Regions from separate parts of the Mus musculus genome. Here regions 1 and 3 are each linked to region 2. Evidence: chromatin contacts called from public HiChIP or PLAC-seq and promoter capture Hi-C data. All regions are on one chromosome and are shown on one strand. The core of a region is the stretch at or near the end of the contact, and the rest is flanking DNA. Distances in the headings are between cores, read along the strand shown.

The links. Promoter capture Hi-C pulls out the DNA fragments that hold promoters and counts their contacts. HiChIP or PLAC-seq counts read pairs in DNA pulled down with a chosen protein or histone mark.
Region 1: an H3K27ac HiChIP or PLAC-seq map of regulatory T cells shows a contact between it and region 2, with 5 times the contacts expected there. The contact joins the promoter of Mob1a here to the promoter of Dguok in region 2. A contact is called at or near these places in 23 of 39 promoter capture datasets (the 3T3-L1 cell line, 3T3-L1-derived adipocytes, the C10 cell line and 16 more), 3 of 15 datasets of contacts at CTCF or cohesin (CD8 T cells, the NIH/3T3 cell line and large pre-B cells), 20 of 484 Hi-C or Micro-C datasets (B cells, CD4 T cells, CD8 T cells and 12 more), 47 of 115 datasets of contacts at active chromatin or transcription factors (the 230-238 cell line, CD8 T cells, DN3 thymocytes and 33 more) and 4 of 9 other capture datasets (adipose tissue, embryonic stem cells, liver and 1 more).
Region 3: a contact with region 2 is called in a promoter capture Hi-C map of liver, with 4 times the contacts expected there. The contact joins the promoter of Clec4f here to the promoter of Dguok in region 2. A contact is called at or near these places in 4 of 39 promoter capture datasets (cranial neural crest, liver, macrophages and 1 more), 3 of 484 Hi-C or Micro-C datasets (the N1E-115 cell line, embryonic stem cells and trophoblast stem cells), 2 of 115 datasets of contacts at active chromatin or transcription factors (embryonic stem cells and memory CD8 T cells) and 1 of 9 other capture datasets (adipose tissue).

Annotation. Positions count from the first base shown.
Region 1 is chr6:83,323,293-83,328,229 of GRCm38.p6, forward strand. It overlaps Mob1a (MOB kinase activator 1A), which reads left to right and starts at 2,747. Exons shown (of 6, transcript NM_145571.2): 1 at 2,747-2,975. The coding sequence starts at 2,962. It also overlaps a transcript of Mthfd2 not described here.
Region 2 is chr6:83,504,915-83,509,185 of GRCm38.p6, forward strand. It overlaps Dguok (deoxyguanosine kinase), which reads right to left and starts at 2,055. Exons shown (of 7, transcript NM_013764.2): 1 at 1,834-2,055. The coding sequence starts at 1,975.
Region 3 is chr6:83,653,077-83,657,560 of GRCm38.p6, forward strand. Clec4f (C-type lectin domain family 4, member f) reads right to left here and starts at 3,040. Exons shown (of 7, transcript NM_016751.3): 1 at 2,881-3,040; 2 at 1,982-2,098; 3 at 1,607-1,687; 4 at 1-224. The coding sequence starts at 2,956.

The DNA of each region.
Region 1 (4,937 bases), core at 1,497-3,996, 180 kb before region 2:
TTAAAAGCATGAGCCACTCTGCCCGTGCTTTACACGGCAAACTAGAGATCAGCCCAGGTTACAGGAGATCTGCCTAAAGGAAAGACACACCTACATACCTACCTTGTGTAACCCACTGTAAGCCCCAGAAGGAAAGAGGCCTTGTTTTGTCTATAGCTCTGACCAGGGACTTTAAGTCATTTTCAGAATAAAACTTCCATATGCCAGGAGCAGGTTTTTGTTTCTGACACACTGAGATTTCTCTTTCACAGTCCTCAACCTGAGACACGGAACAGGAACAGCTCAGAGCTTCTAATGTCTTTCTTCCCTCACCTGTGAGGGGGATCCGCTGTCTGGGAAAGGCAGGACCTGAAGTGTCCGCAGCAAGGGGAAGAGGCTCTGTGTGCGAGAAGGTAGGGACAAGCTGGAGTTCTGCAGATGAGGGTGTAGGATGCTTACACAGAATAAAAAGTCACGGTGGCCAATTTTGCCTAAGGAAGCTCAAAAGGGGAACTGAAGGAAGATTGGGGGTGGGGGAGGGGAGCAGCCCAGAAGAGGGGGGAACAAGAAGGCCCTCTGAGCTGCCGCTTACCTTCTGTTTCCCACATCTGCTATAACCAGATCGTATGACGCTATCTCTTGATCCTGCTGAGCCAGAGTGAGCAAAGCACCCCAGTGTGTGTTTGGCTGCTGTCTGTTCTGGTGGAGACCAAATTGCCCTGCCCCTTACTCACTGGGAAACCTTATCTTTGACTCCTTAGAGGATTGTATTGATATCCTCTTTAAATATTGACCAAAGATTTACACCTTAATCCCTAAGGCTTTCTCTCCCTAAAGCTGGACATATGGAGAAGTGTCTTTAATAAGTTTTTTCCTCATAGATTTAATAATTCTACAATTTTAAGAATCATTTCATTAAAAGATGGAAAAAAGCCCCAAACAAACAACAAACCTGGAGTTCATTTAGTCTGCTTTTTTTTTTTTTTTTTTTTTTTTTTTCTGAAACAGGGTTTCTCTGTGTAGCCCTGGCTGTCCTGGAACTCACTTTGTAGACCAGGCTGGCCTCGAACTCAGAAATCTGCCTGTCTCTGCCTCCCGAGTGCTGGGATTAAAGGCGTGCACCACCACACCCAGCATTTTTTTCCTTTTTAAAAGAAGATTTTTTTTTATTTTATAAGTGTTTTGCCAGCTTACATGCATGTGACATGCATGTATGCCTGATGCCCGTGGAGGTCAGAAGAGAGTGTTAGATGCTCTGGAAATGAAGTTACAGATAGTTACAGACAGTGTGCATGCTGGACCCTGAACTCAGGTACTATACTATACAGGTATTAAGTGCTCTTAATCAAGCCTCTCACATCATATTTTTATAGTTATATACATATATATATATATGTGTGTGTATACATATAATGTCATATATGTATACACACATATACATATATATATATATATACATACACACACATACATACACACACACATATAATTTTTGAGAGTCTTTCTATGTAGTCATGGCTGTCCTAGAACATGCTATGCAGACCAAGCTGGCCATGAACTCACAAAGACCCATCTGCCTCTACCTCCCAGTGCTGGGATTAAAGAAGCTGTGTATCATCATGCTTGTCCTGACTTGATATAAACATAAGGACACAGACTCAAACCTTAATAATATGTTATTTAAAAATATACTTATGAAAAAAATAAACAAATAAAAGGACAAGAGGCAGAGGCAGGAAGATATCTGTTAGTTCGAGGCCAGCCTGATCTACAAAACAAGTTCCAGGACAGCAGGACTACATAGAGACCCTGTCTCAAAAAACCAGGAAAACAAACAAACAAAAAAAACCAACAAAAAACAAAACCAAAAACAAACAAACAAAAGATTCAAAAAATATATCAAGGCACATACTCTAAATCACATACAAATTTACAGAAGTTAGTGAAAAAAAGGAAAGAAAGAAAAGAAAAAGCTTACTGAATAATCCTGATAACCTAGGCTGCCCCCCCCCCCATCAAGGTAGAAAAGGAGAACCAGCTACTACTACATACCACACTAATAAATACAAATGTATAAAAGGTGGTTTAAAAAGTTAATAGAAGGAGGCAGGTGGTAGCTCAAGCCTGTAATTCCCGCACCTGGGAAGCAGACGCAGGACGGTCAGGAGGTCAGGGTCATCCTTGGCGACATAGTAAACTTTAAACCAGCCTGGGCAGCCTGGAACACCTGAGATCCTGTCTCAACCAAGGAACAACACGCAAACAAACAGGAACCCAAAAGTTGATAAAATAAAATTGATGACATTAATGTGACAGGTGGCATTCAAATGGTTTTAAACCACCGGCAAAATACTGGATCTTTGCCACTGCGCATCTGCAGTTTCATTTATTTCCACAGGTTTTTTTTCTCCCCCCTCTTTTCTTCATTCTACCATAGTGTCACCTGGTGTCAACATATCCTCCCACACGGAACATGCACATGGACATTCATAGCAGCGTTACAGTGTGTGTGTAGAAACCTCCCAGGTGTCCATCAACAGGCGAGGTGGCCAGAATAGCATTCCTTTAGGAGAAGACATCAAGTTTTTCTAAATAGCGAAACAGTCACCAAGTAGCGCTGGCAGACGTCCCTCGGCCACGGAACAGTTGACAGCGGCGCCTAGTTGGCCCCATTTCCCTCCCGTGCCCACAGAATACTGATTGGCTGAGCTCAGGAAGGGGCAGGGTGAAGCTCAGCGGGACGGGAAGAAGCCCGGTCTCGCGAGATCCTCTTGGTTCCGCATTTTGGCTCGCGGAGCTGTGGGAGGCAGCGCGGAGGAGCCCGCGGTCGGTGCTTGGTCGCGGCGGCTGGAACTCGGTACCAAACCCGGGCCGTGAAGCTTCGGCAGCCCTGTAGAGCCGCGGACCGTCCTCTGCCTCCCGGTGCCCGCGGCGGCGCCGAGTCTGACGGGGCGGGGGCCACGGCCCCTCGGGCTAGCGAGGATGAGCTTCCTCTTGTGAGTGGGCCGGGCCGGGCCGGGGCGGGGCGGGTGTCGGTCGGCAGGGCCGGGCCGAGGGGCCAAGCGGAGGGCGGAGCCCGACCTAGGGCTGCTCCGGGCCTGCCGCCCCGGGATCGGCTAGCGCAGGAAAATGTGCAGTGCCTCGGTGACCAGACCAGGCTGAGAAAGAAAGGCGCAGGTTCTCAGTGGCTTCCCACAGGTTTGCATTTGGGAAGAGGGCATTGCTCCTTCCAATGTGACTTTTCTCTTAGCCCAGGCGGGGCTTGAACCTGGACTCCTCCTGCCTCTGCTTTCCCAAGGAGCCAGGATACAGCCTCGGCCACTAGGACAGGCCTCCTTTAAATGTGGGGGTTTTGTTTTGAGAAATGGTCTTGCTATGTAGCCCAGGCTGGCCTCGAGCCCTCTTAGATGTTGGGATTAAAGGTGGGTGCTTTCATCTCGGCCCACATGTGAATTTTTTTTAAGGTTTTTATTTTTTTTGAGAACTTAATAGATGCGTATTTTCATTTCTAACTCCTCCAGTGCCCTCTCATCTCCCATTCAAATTCATGTTCTCTTATCTATATTCTATATTACGTCTATACAACATACATACGTAATGGATCCAGTTAGTGTCGTCTGTATGTACTTGGGTGTAGAGCTGACTATTTCATTATGAGTCTATTTGAGCTTGTCCCTGAAAAACCTGACTCTTCTTGTGGACTGTCCATAGCTCTTCAGCCAGGTGAGGTAAATGGAAGTTTTTATTTATAACTTAAACCGATGGACAGTTTTTCCCACTCTTTGGCTATTCTGAATAACGCTGCTGTGAGCAGCTGGTTATAGGTTTTTGGGTATGTGTGTGTGATGGTATCTCCTGGGTCTTAGTGAGGTTTTTGCATGTTAGCCTTTGAGGCACTGCCAAGCCTTCTAAAGCCTGCACTGCATTTAACATCCCATTCTCATTGTATTGAGTTTTCAGAATTCTTCAGTTCACACCTGCCTGGTAATTACCACTGATAGATCTGAGGGTGAAGTGGAATTTATTGATTTACATTCTCCCAATGACCAGCAATGTTAAGCATCGTTTGTGTGTGTGTGTGTGTGTGTGTGTGTGTGTCTGTGTCTGTATTTTGTGTTTTCAGACTATTTGTGGATAGAGTTTATTGAGATCCTTTTCCTATTTTAAAATCAGATTGTTCTTTATTTTGTTAGCATCTGTTAATTGTACAAATTAATGGGTTTCACTGTGACATTTCCACGTGTGTATATGGTGCAGTGGTTGTGTCCGTCTGACTTTTTGGTTTCAGTTGTAAGAATTCTTTATGTATTTTGGATATGAGTGTCTCATTACATCTGTGACTTCTTCCATCCTCAGCGTTATTTTAACTGTTTTGATGGCATCATTAGAAGAATGTAAGTGTATTTTTCAAAGATTTATTTAGTTATTTAGTTTTTTTTTTTTTTTTTTTTTTTTTTTTTTGCTTGTTTGGTTTTTTTTTTTTTTTGAGATAGGGTTTCACAATGTAGCTCTGGCTGTCCTGGAGCTAACTATGTAAACCAGGCTGACCTCCCAGAGATCTGCCTCGCTCTCCCTCCAGAGTGCTGGGATTAAAGATGTATACCAGTATACCCAGTTTAGGATTTACTTTCATTTTATGAGTATGAGTGTTTTGCTTGTATGTATGTATGTATGTATGTATACCATGTACATCCAGTACCCACGGATGCCAGAAGAGGGCATCAAATCCCATGGGACTGGAGTTGTGGATGGTTGTGAGCCACCATGTGGGTGCTGGGAGCTGTATACCCCAGTCCTCTGCAAGAACAGCAAGTGTTCTTAACTACTGAGCCATCTCTTCAGCCCTTGAAGCACAAACCTCAATTTATCATATGAAGATCTTATTGAATCTTAAGAAATCATTTAATGTTAATTTTCCATATTCAGTTTCCTGTTATTCAGTTTCCTGTCTCCATGTG
Region 2 (4,271 bases), core at 805-3,304:
CATCTATCACCAGGCCCCCCTGGCCTACCTTAAACTCTAACTTTCACCGGGGTCCAGCTTAGCTTGTTATACTGCAATGGCTTCCTAACTGAAACCTTCCACTTCCTATGCACTGAGCAGAGATGCTTTCATCTCTCAACACCTCAAACCATTGAATGGCTTCCTGTCTCAGGGTGTTATCCATGGGAGGCCTGTCCTTTTCTGATGAGAAACGCAAGAATGGATGGAGGGTAGTGGAGGGAGAGGCTGGGAGGAGAGGAAGGAGGAAATTGCCGTTGGGATATAATATATAAGAGAGTAAAATTTAAAATTAAGAAAACAACCCACGATAGTCTTTGGGATCTACACAACCCGGTCCTCCTTCATCCACCTGATCATTTCCTCCACTGCCCTCCTTGGTGACTCTACTTTGGCTGGAATGGGTTCCCTCCTGCTCACTGAACACACCATTCTATCCCCAGGCCTTCCGACTTGCTCTGCCTGGAATACTGTTGGTCAGCTGCCCACCTCGCTCACTCCCCCACACTGTTCAGGTTATTGATCCAGCATCCCTTCACCAGTGAGGTACTTGGCAATTACTATATTTGGAAGACAGACAACCACCCTCAACCTCTCATCTTACTCATCAATAGCTCATCCACTGTTTATTTACCCCGCTTAATTAATTTCTGTAGCTTTATTATGTATCACTTCCTATTAAAGTGCAGAATTTTTATTTGATCTGGTCATGGCTGTATCCGTAGGGTCAAGGAACAGTGCCAGCACAGAGAAGACACTCAAAGGGCGATTTGCTGAATGAATAAAACGAGAAACTATTTGCTGCTAGAATGTCTTGAGCAGCCCACACCTGATAGCATTATCAGCATCTGTGCAGAGCTAAGTACCCTCAGAATTCAGCAACAGTGAGTTGAGCCATTTTCCTTCCATGTTGCTTTTTTGTTTTTTAAGATACTGGGTTACTTATAACAAAATATATAATAAGTATCTATTTCTAAATTTAAGAAGCATGATCCTTCCTAACCAGGCAGGCAACTTTCTGTGAGTTTGAGCCCAGCTTGGTCTAAATAGCAAGATCCAAGCCAGCTAGGGCTACACAGTGACTGTTTCAAAACAATAGAACACTGTCATAATAATTTGTAGTGCAATTAACATGGGGGTACAGCAAAATAGTGAAAATGGAATCTGTTAAGAATTGATCTAAGCCAGGCGGTGGTGCCACATCCCCTTAATCCCAGCACAAGGGAGGCAAGGGGCAGGCGGATCTCTTCTGAGTTCTAGGCCAGCCTGGTCTACAGAGCGGGTTCCAGGACAGTCAACGCTACACAGAGAAACCTTGTCTCAGGGGAAAAAAAAAAAAAAAAAAAGTCTAAATAAACAATGGCTCATTTTTTAAGTGTATGCCCCAAATACTGCATGTGACACACCAAAATTATCTTAAACTATGTAAACTGGACATTTATTTTTATTTTTGCTAAATCTGGTGATGCTATTTTAGGAAAAGAACCGGCACACTGTCGCATCTATTTCTAGCGAATGAAACATGCCAGTAAACCAGTATAATTCTGGGGCTATCTAAAGCCTGCGTCAGGCTATTACGTCCCCGTGGGTGAGTAGGTGGGCGGGTACTGGGGCCCAATGTCTCCCAAAATCAAAACCCGCGGTGCACTGTGGGAGAAAGGCCTGACATGCAGAACCGGCCGGCAGGTTGGGCGGTGGCAGCAGAAGGGGTCAGGTGGGCAGGGTGGGACAGATCTGAGGCCAACTTCTTTTCCCAGCCTCTCAGCCACCTACTCGGCGGAGGCCAAGGCTCGACAGCCACTTTCTGGCCCTTACCGATGTTGCCTTCAATGCAGAGCCTTCGGGGGCCGCCCCCGTCGTGCATGGCCCTGGCGTGTGGCGCGTCCACGAGCGCGTTCCGCAGCGGGGAACGGAAAGACGCTCGGAGACGACGCAGAAGGAACCGACCTGCAGCCATCCTACCCAAGCCGAGCAAGGCGGGCACTTCCGCCGAGAGCACTTCCGCCTGCGATCAAGCGACGCCAGCGCACCTTTGACGTCAGAGGGCCGTCAGGCAGGAAGTGGCTGGTTTTAGCTCTCTAGGCGGGTGAGGCCGCAGGAGCTGCTCTGTTCTCGCGACATTTGCAGGGACGATGTGGGAGTGTCTCGGTGTTGTGGTGTAGGAGGGTGTGCTGAAGTAGAGTTCAGGCGTCCGTAGCCCTCTCATCGTTTTAATTAATATGTGTATATTGCATATTAGTATGGTGTACAGGGTGAGTCGCAGGACAGTCAGGGCTACACAAAGAAACCCTGTCTTGAAAAACAGAACAACAAAAATCTTGTTATACTTATTTATTTTGATATTTTGAGACAAGGTCTCATGTAGTGCAGTTGGTCCTCCTGCCTCCCCGTCCCAAGTGGTGAGCCTACAATGTGTGTTCCAGCATGCTCATTACGTATCATTTTACTTACTCATTAATGGCGCACTTGTAGAGGTCAGGACGACTTATAAGAGTCTGCTCAAACTCAGGCTATCAGTCTTGGCAGCTAGTGTTTTTACCTGCTGAGCCGTCTCACTGGCCCTAAGATAAATGCCTTCTTCCTCCATACTTTGGGACTTTATTGCCTACAGGAAGAGACTGGACTGTTTTAAGCAGGAAGGGAACAATCCAATAACTTACACAAGTAATGTTTCGCATCCTGTGTAACTGTCAGCACAATGTTGGACCATTTATTTTATCACACCCCATTTTATTTTGACCTTTAAATAGGTAAATGTTCACTTGGAGGAATCTCATCAGGATAACGAGTTGGATTAAGCATGGTATTGGCTCTGTAAGAATGAATCCTGGAGAGGAGACATGTACAGGACTATATGCAGTGAGTGAGGGGAGAGGAGGCATGGAAGAGACTTTCTGAAACATAAAATCTACAGTCCTGCAGTTGTTGGAAAGATGTGACCTGTGGAGCCTAGCACACACAAAGCTGTGGGCTGGATCTGGAGCAGAGAACTCCAGTATGGTGGCACACGCCTGTAATCCTAGAACTTGAGAGGTGGAGGTAGGAGGCTCAGAAGTTCAGTCATCCTTGGCTACACAGTGCATTGGAGGCCATCTTGGGATGTACGAGACTAGCTCAAAAAGGAGGAGGGGGCTTGCAAGTTGACTAAAGGCACTTGCTGCTAAGCCTGTTCACCACAGGGTCACAATCCTCAGGTCCCACGTGGTGAAATGAGAGAACCACCACCTGAAAGGTGTCCTCTGACCACTGCACTTAGCCTTGGCTACAACAACTATAATCTAGGTAGGATTCTCGTGGAGATCGGAGCCGCTAAATTCTATCCATTGCCACTGCCACACACCAGTAACCATCACTGTGCAGAAATACCGATTACATTTCTTTGCTTGTATAAAATCAGAGCTGGGAAATACTTAACTGCCCCTGTCCCCCAAAGAATGAGAGTCTCTCTGTCCTCGGGGTCATTGTAATTGAGAGGCTGAGTCAGGAGTAGTGTTGCCAATTCAAGCCCTGCAGGTCAGCCTGGGACACAGTGTGAAGCCTTGCCTTAAAGAAGTTTATGGTTATTGAGATGAATTAAGCTGGAGAGACTGCTCAGCGGTTAACAGCACGACTGCTCGCTCTCCCATAGGGCCGGAGTTCAATTGTCAGCAACCATATGTTGGCTTACAACCATCTGTAATGGGATCTGATGCCCTTTTCTAGTGTGTCTGAAGAAAGCTATTGTGTGTGTGTGTGTGTGTGTGTGTGTGTGTGTGTGTGTGTGTGTGTATACACACACACACACACACACACACACACACATGACTCAGCATGGGACTAGAGAGATGGCTTAGCCGGCTGTCCTTCTGCCTCAGCCTTCTCAGTAAAGGCAGGTCATCATGCCTATCTATTTCTTTTTTATTTTGGATTTATAGAGTGAATTAATGAACCAAACCATCTTTATCTAGTTACCTGCCAGTTACTCTGATGCCACTATTGATAATGATCTTTTTATCCTTTTTATACTTATTATATGCTATGCCATTCATAAGAATTAATCAGGCTGGGTATGATAATAATAATAATCACTGCACCCTTGGAGGTAGAAGCAGGGCAATTAAGAGTTCAGGGTATTTTCAACTACAAAAGGAATTTGAAGTCAAGCCTGGGCTACACAAGACCTGGTCTGATTTTTTTTTTTTCAGAATCTCTTTGGTTCTATTCTAAATTCCTAAGAGAAAGAGCCTGCAGCATGAAGCTAGGGTTTTATAGAA
Region 3 (4,484 bases), core at 1,790-4,289, 150 kb after region 2:
CAAAGCCAAGGCTCCAGATTCCTTCAGCACATCTTTTGTCTGCAGGATGTCAGCATTCACATCCTCTAGATGGCTCCCAAGCAACTGCACCAGAGAACTAACATTGTCCATTTGGTACTTCAGTATCTGTACCTCCTTGTGACAGCTGCTAGAATTCTCCTCATAGTCCCTAAGCCTCTGGATAGCCACTTGCATTTCTGTCTCCCTGACAAATTGGGAATGATCTGAAAAGAGGAAACAGAAGGTGCAATAGAGGCCTGTTAAGTGGGGAAGCTCAGGTGGCAAATCAGAACATTCCTTAATGTCCCTGGGTAGGGTAGTCACACTGTCAACTGGGAAGGACCTAGAATTACCCAGAAGACAAACCTCTGGGTATAAGATAGTTTCCAGGGAGATTCAACTGAGCAGAAAAGACCCACCATGAATGTGGGCTTCACCATCCTAAGGGCTAGGAGTCCTAGACTGAATGAAAAGGAGGAAAAGCTTTTACACACACACACACACACACACACACACACACACACACACACAGCTGAGCACTAGTGTCATAGCTCTCTGCTTCCTGACTGTTAACACAATGTGATCAACTACCTCAAGTTCCTGGTTCCACGACTTCTGGCCATGATGAACTGTGCCTTCAAACTGTGAGCCAAGATAAACTCTTCCTTCAGTTGCCTCTATAATTTATCTGTTGCAGCATTGTGATACATTAGAGACTCCTCCACACACAGCTTTGAGTGATCCTAGGGCAGCCAGCTGGTCCCTGAAGCTAGTAGGCTCTGGGGATGGACCACGCAAGAATGCAGGCAGGCTAGCTAGCTGCTTGCTACACATACACACACACACACACACACACACACACACACACACACACAAACACACATGAGCAGGAACAACAGAAACTCTGGCCTGGGTTCAATTCTCAACACTACTAAGAATATTTTTCTCAGATCACGTGGATGAAAAACGACTGAAAAAGAACATGCTTATTTTTAAATCCTTTTTCATATGAAACTCTATAAGAAAACTGCTCTTCACCATGACAAGTGAGGTTGAAGTCAGGAGGGGATGCGAGAGATCACCAATGGCTGCAAGCAAACCCTGGGGAGGGGATGGTGAGCTGGCTCCTCAGCCTGACTGTAGAGATGGTTTCAGGAACACACTCCACAGGGATTTATCAGATTGTGCAATTTAAATATGCCCAATGTTTACGGCAGCTGGACCTCAATAAAGCTGTGCTGAAAAATGGGACAATTTGGGGTTTAGAGATACAGCTCATTTGATAGAACACTTGTTTCGTTTGCATGAGGTTATGGGTTCAATCCTCAGTACCACATTACCTGGGCATGGTGCCACACACCTAGCATTATAGAAACGGAGGCAGGAAGGGTCAGACATTTAAGGTGATTCTTGGCTTTTTAGTTTGAAACCAACCTGGATTGTATGAGATCCTGTATCAAAAAATAAGTTTACAATATGTTTTAGGAGGAAGGTGGGAGCTGAAGCTCGGCGTGGGAACAGGAGCTGGAAGAGAAGCTGCAGCAGAGTCTGTGCCCCACACCCCACAGCCAGCTCCCTGAGGCGCGTCCTCACTGGAACTACTCACTGTCGTGTCCAGAGTTGTTGCTTCCCCGAAGCAGGAGGGAGGGAGGCTCTTTATTCCACTCAGGTCTCCAAGGCTGTGAAGCTGAGAATGCCATTCCTGGGTCAGCTCAATCCATAGCCCTGACATAATAGACTTCCCACACAAGCTGGGTTCCAGAAAGAGAGGAGCATCAAGCCTGCCCCCCTTCCCAGAAGCCTCCATTCTCGAGAGCCATCTCACAGCCCAGTGGGCTCTGTTGACTCCAGGTCTGGGCCTAGGTTGGTGGCAAAATGTTACTTCAGAGAGCAGAAATGTCCAGAAGACTGCCATCTGGGTCTCTTGGGACCTTTGCACAGAGGGAGAGTGAGTTGTGGCTAAAGTCACCCGAGAACTTACCCACCACAAAAAGAGCAAGGAGAGAAAAGATCACAGTCACCACCATTAATGCCAGAATGACCTGGACGTGCCGCAGGGTCCTGGGAGCCATGAGAGCAGCTGACTTAGGCCCCAGTCCTGCAGGGGAGAAGCCAAGACTCAGGGTAAGAGTGCAGGGAGAGCCAGGACTGTCGGTCTTGACACAGTCCCCTGACTTGTCCGTTAGAGATGAGAACAACTGCCATGCTTCTCACAGGGAAAGAAAGCATTCTCTCAGGACAGGTAACAGCCAAAGGTATGGGGCTCACAACCCACAGAGGCTGCAGTGGTGTCCTAGACATGAAACCCGTCCCAGAGAAAGCGTTGCTGTGGGTGCGATCATAAAGAAAGAAGAAAGTGAAGGCTGAAAGCAGGTGGAAAGAAGGTACATAGCAGGGGTCCAGACCACAGGTCCCCATTCTGTTAACAAGCCTGACCACATCAAGCATTAGTGTCCCTGGGGTGGATGGTTTCATCCCTGGAGCCTTCCACAGAGCTTGACATGTTGCCCTGGACGCATGTCTAGGGCCTTCTGGGAAATTGGTTACTAGCCAGGGATGCACCCACTAATGATCTCGGAGAGCACCAGCTCCAGAGGGTGCACGGGCTAGGTGGAGGGCAAAGCCGGGGTTCAAAACCAGGCCCATCTGAACTCCAAGTGCACATTTTTCCTGACATCGGGTTACTGTACCCAGTGGAGGGGCTCTTGGAGGTTTCATATAGAGCCTGGGGTGCTCAGAGTTCTGGTCCTCTGCCGACCTGTTTATTCTGACCCATCTATTTACTATGGAACCAAGGCAGGGATGATACAAATCTCTGGGCTGGCAAAGATGGGCTCAGAGGGCAGGGTATAGGCAATATTCTTACCTAAATATTCTTACCTTGGGGCTGTAGGGAGACACACTGGTTGTCTGTGCAATATCTAGCCATATCTCTGTTCAGCTCGGCCTCCTTCATCCTCCTGCACCGTTCTTGCCACTGGTTCCTAAAGCCTGTCCTGCAAGCCCACAGTAGTGAGAGCCTGAAACACAGTGGGAGCCTGATCTATGTTCTCCTGAGGTCAGGACAACTTCCCAAACCTGCCTCCTCCCTCTGACTCTGCAGAAATCCAATGTTACCACTGGCCCCTCCTCCTCTTGGAGTTACAGAGGCCAAGAGCCCAACAGCCCTTTCCCCCTCTGCCCCTGGCTCCATGCCAGCCTCTGCCTCAGAGCCACACACCACCCAACCCCCTTCAGCAGGGTCTGCAATCTGCCCCTAAGAAGGGGACTGTCAACTTTACAGGGGAAACATTCTTGAGAGGCTGAGGAGATGGCTCAGACAGTGAAGCGCTTGAAGCATGAAGCGCTAAGCATGAAGACCAGAGTTTGGCTCCCCAGCACCACCCACATCAAAAACTGGGCACAGCAGCATGTGCCTGTAGTCACAGTGTTGGGAGGTGGAGGTAGGAAGATCCTTACAGCTTTCTAGCCAGGCTGCCTCACTGAATCAATTAGCTCTTTTTTAATAAAGGTGGGAAGAGATAAGGGAAGATGCCCAGCACTGGCCTCTGATTTTCATCAGGCTTGAGGTAGCACACAGCTTTAATCCCAGCACCTGGGAGGCAGAGGCAGGTTGATCTCTCTGAGTTTGAGGCCAAGCTGGTGTACATAGTGAGTTCTAGGCCAGTCAGAGCCACATAGTGAGACCCTGTCTCAAAAACCAAACAAACAAAAACAGTGCACGAGGTGGGAGAATTTGTAGGGGGAGGCAAAGACCGGGAGCCTGGCCAGTCCAAACCTCAGAACTTTACAGACAGGTCACCAGAAAGGCCCTGACAGACTTTATATGTGATTGTTGGCTGTGTCCTAGGTCAAAGTTCCTGCAAGCCTAACTCCTGAGTGACGATAATCCTTGGTTATCATAATGAATTCCCTCTGAGCACACCTGGGTTCTTTTGGTGAGATGACTCAGGTCCTTTCTGGGATGGCCACCAGTTCCAGAAAGGCCACATTGATTAGAAACCTCCACCCCCCCCTCCCCTACTCTCAGACATCCCTGTGAGAAGGACTTCACAGGAAGTCACAAGAATCCTAAGCAAGGTAGGGTTTGAGCTGTAGCTCAGTTGGTAAATCACTTGTCTTACACACATAAGGCCCTGGCTTCCATCCCAGGCAGTCTTTAAACAAGATATGGGGTACATGCCCGTGACTATACAACTCAGGAGACAGAGACAGGAAAAGATCAGAAGTTCAACGTCATACTCAGCTGACCCTGTCTCTCTCAAACAACAAACTTGAGCAAGAAAATACAGAAGGCTCAATCTCACCCTGACTCCTGAGACACAGAAGTATGGTGCTCAGGAGCTGCTAAACCTTGCTTTATATCTTTCCATTGGCTCAGGCTATCCCTTCCAACAAACTCTGAATAGTCTACCCAGTGTTTGCATGTAGTTCGATGGTTTGTTCTAGGGAACCATCAAAGCTGAATGTCATGGCATTGGCTG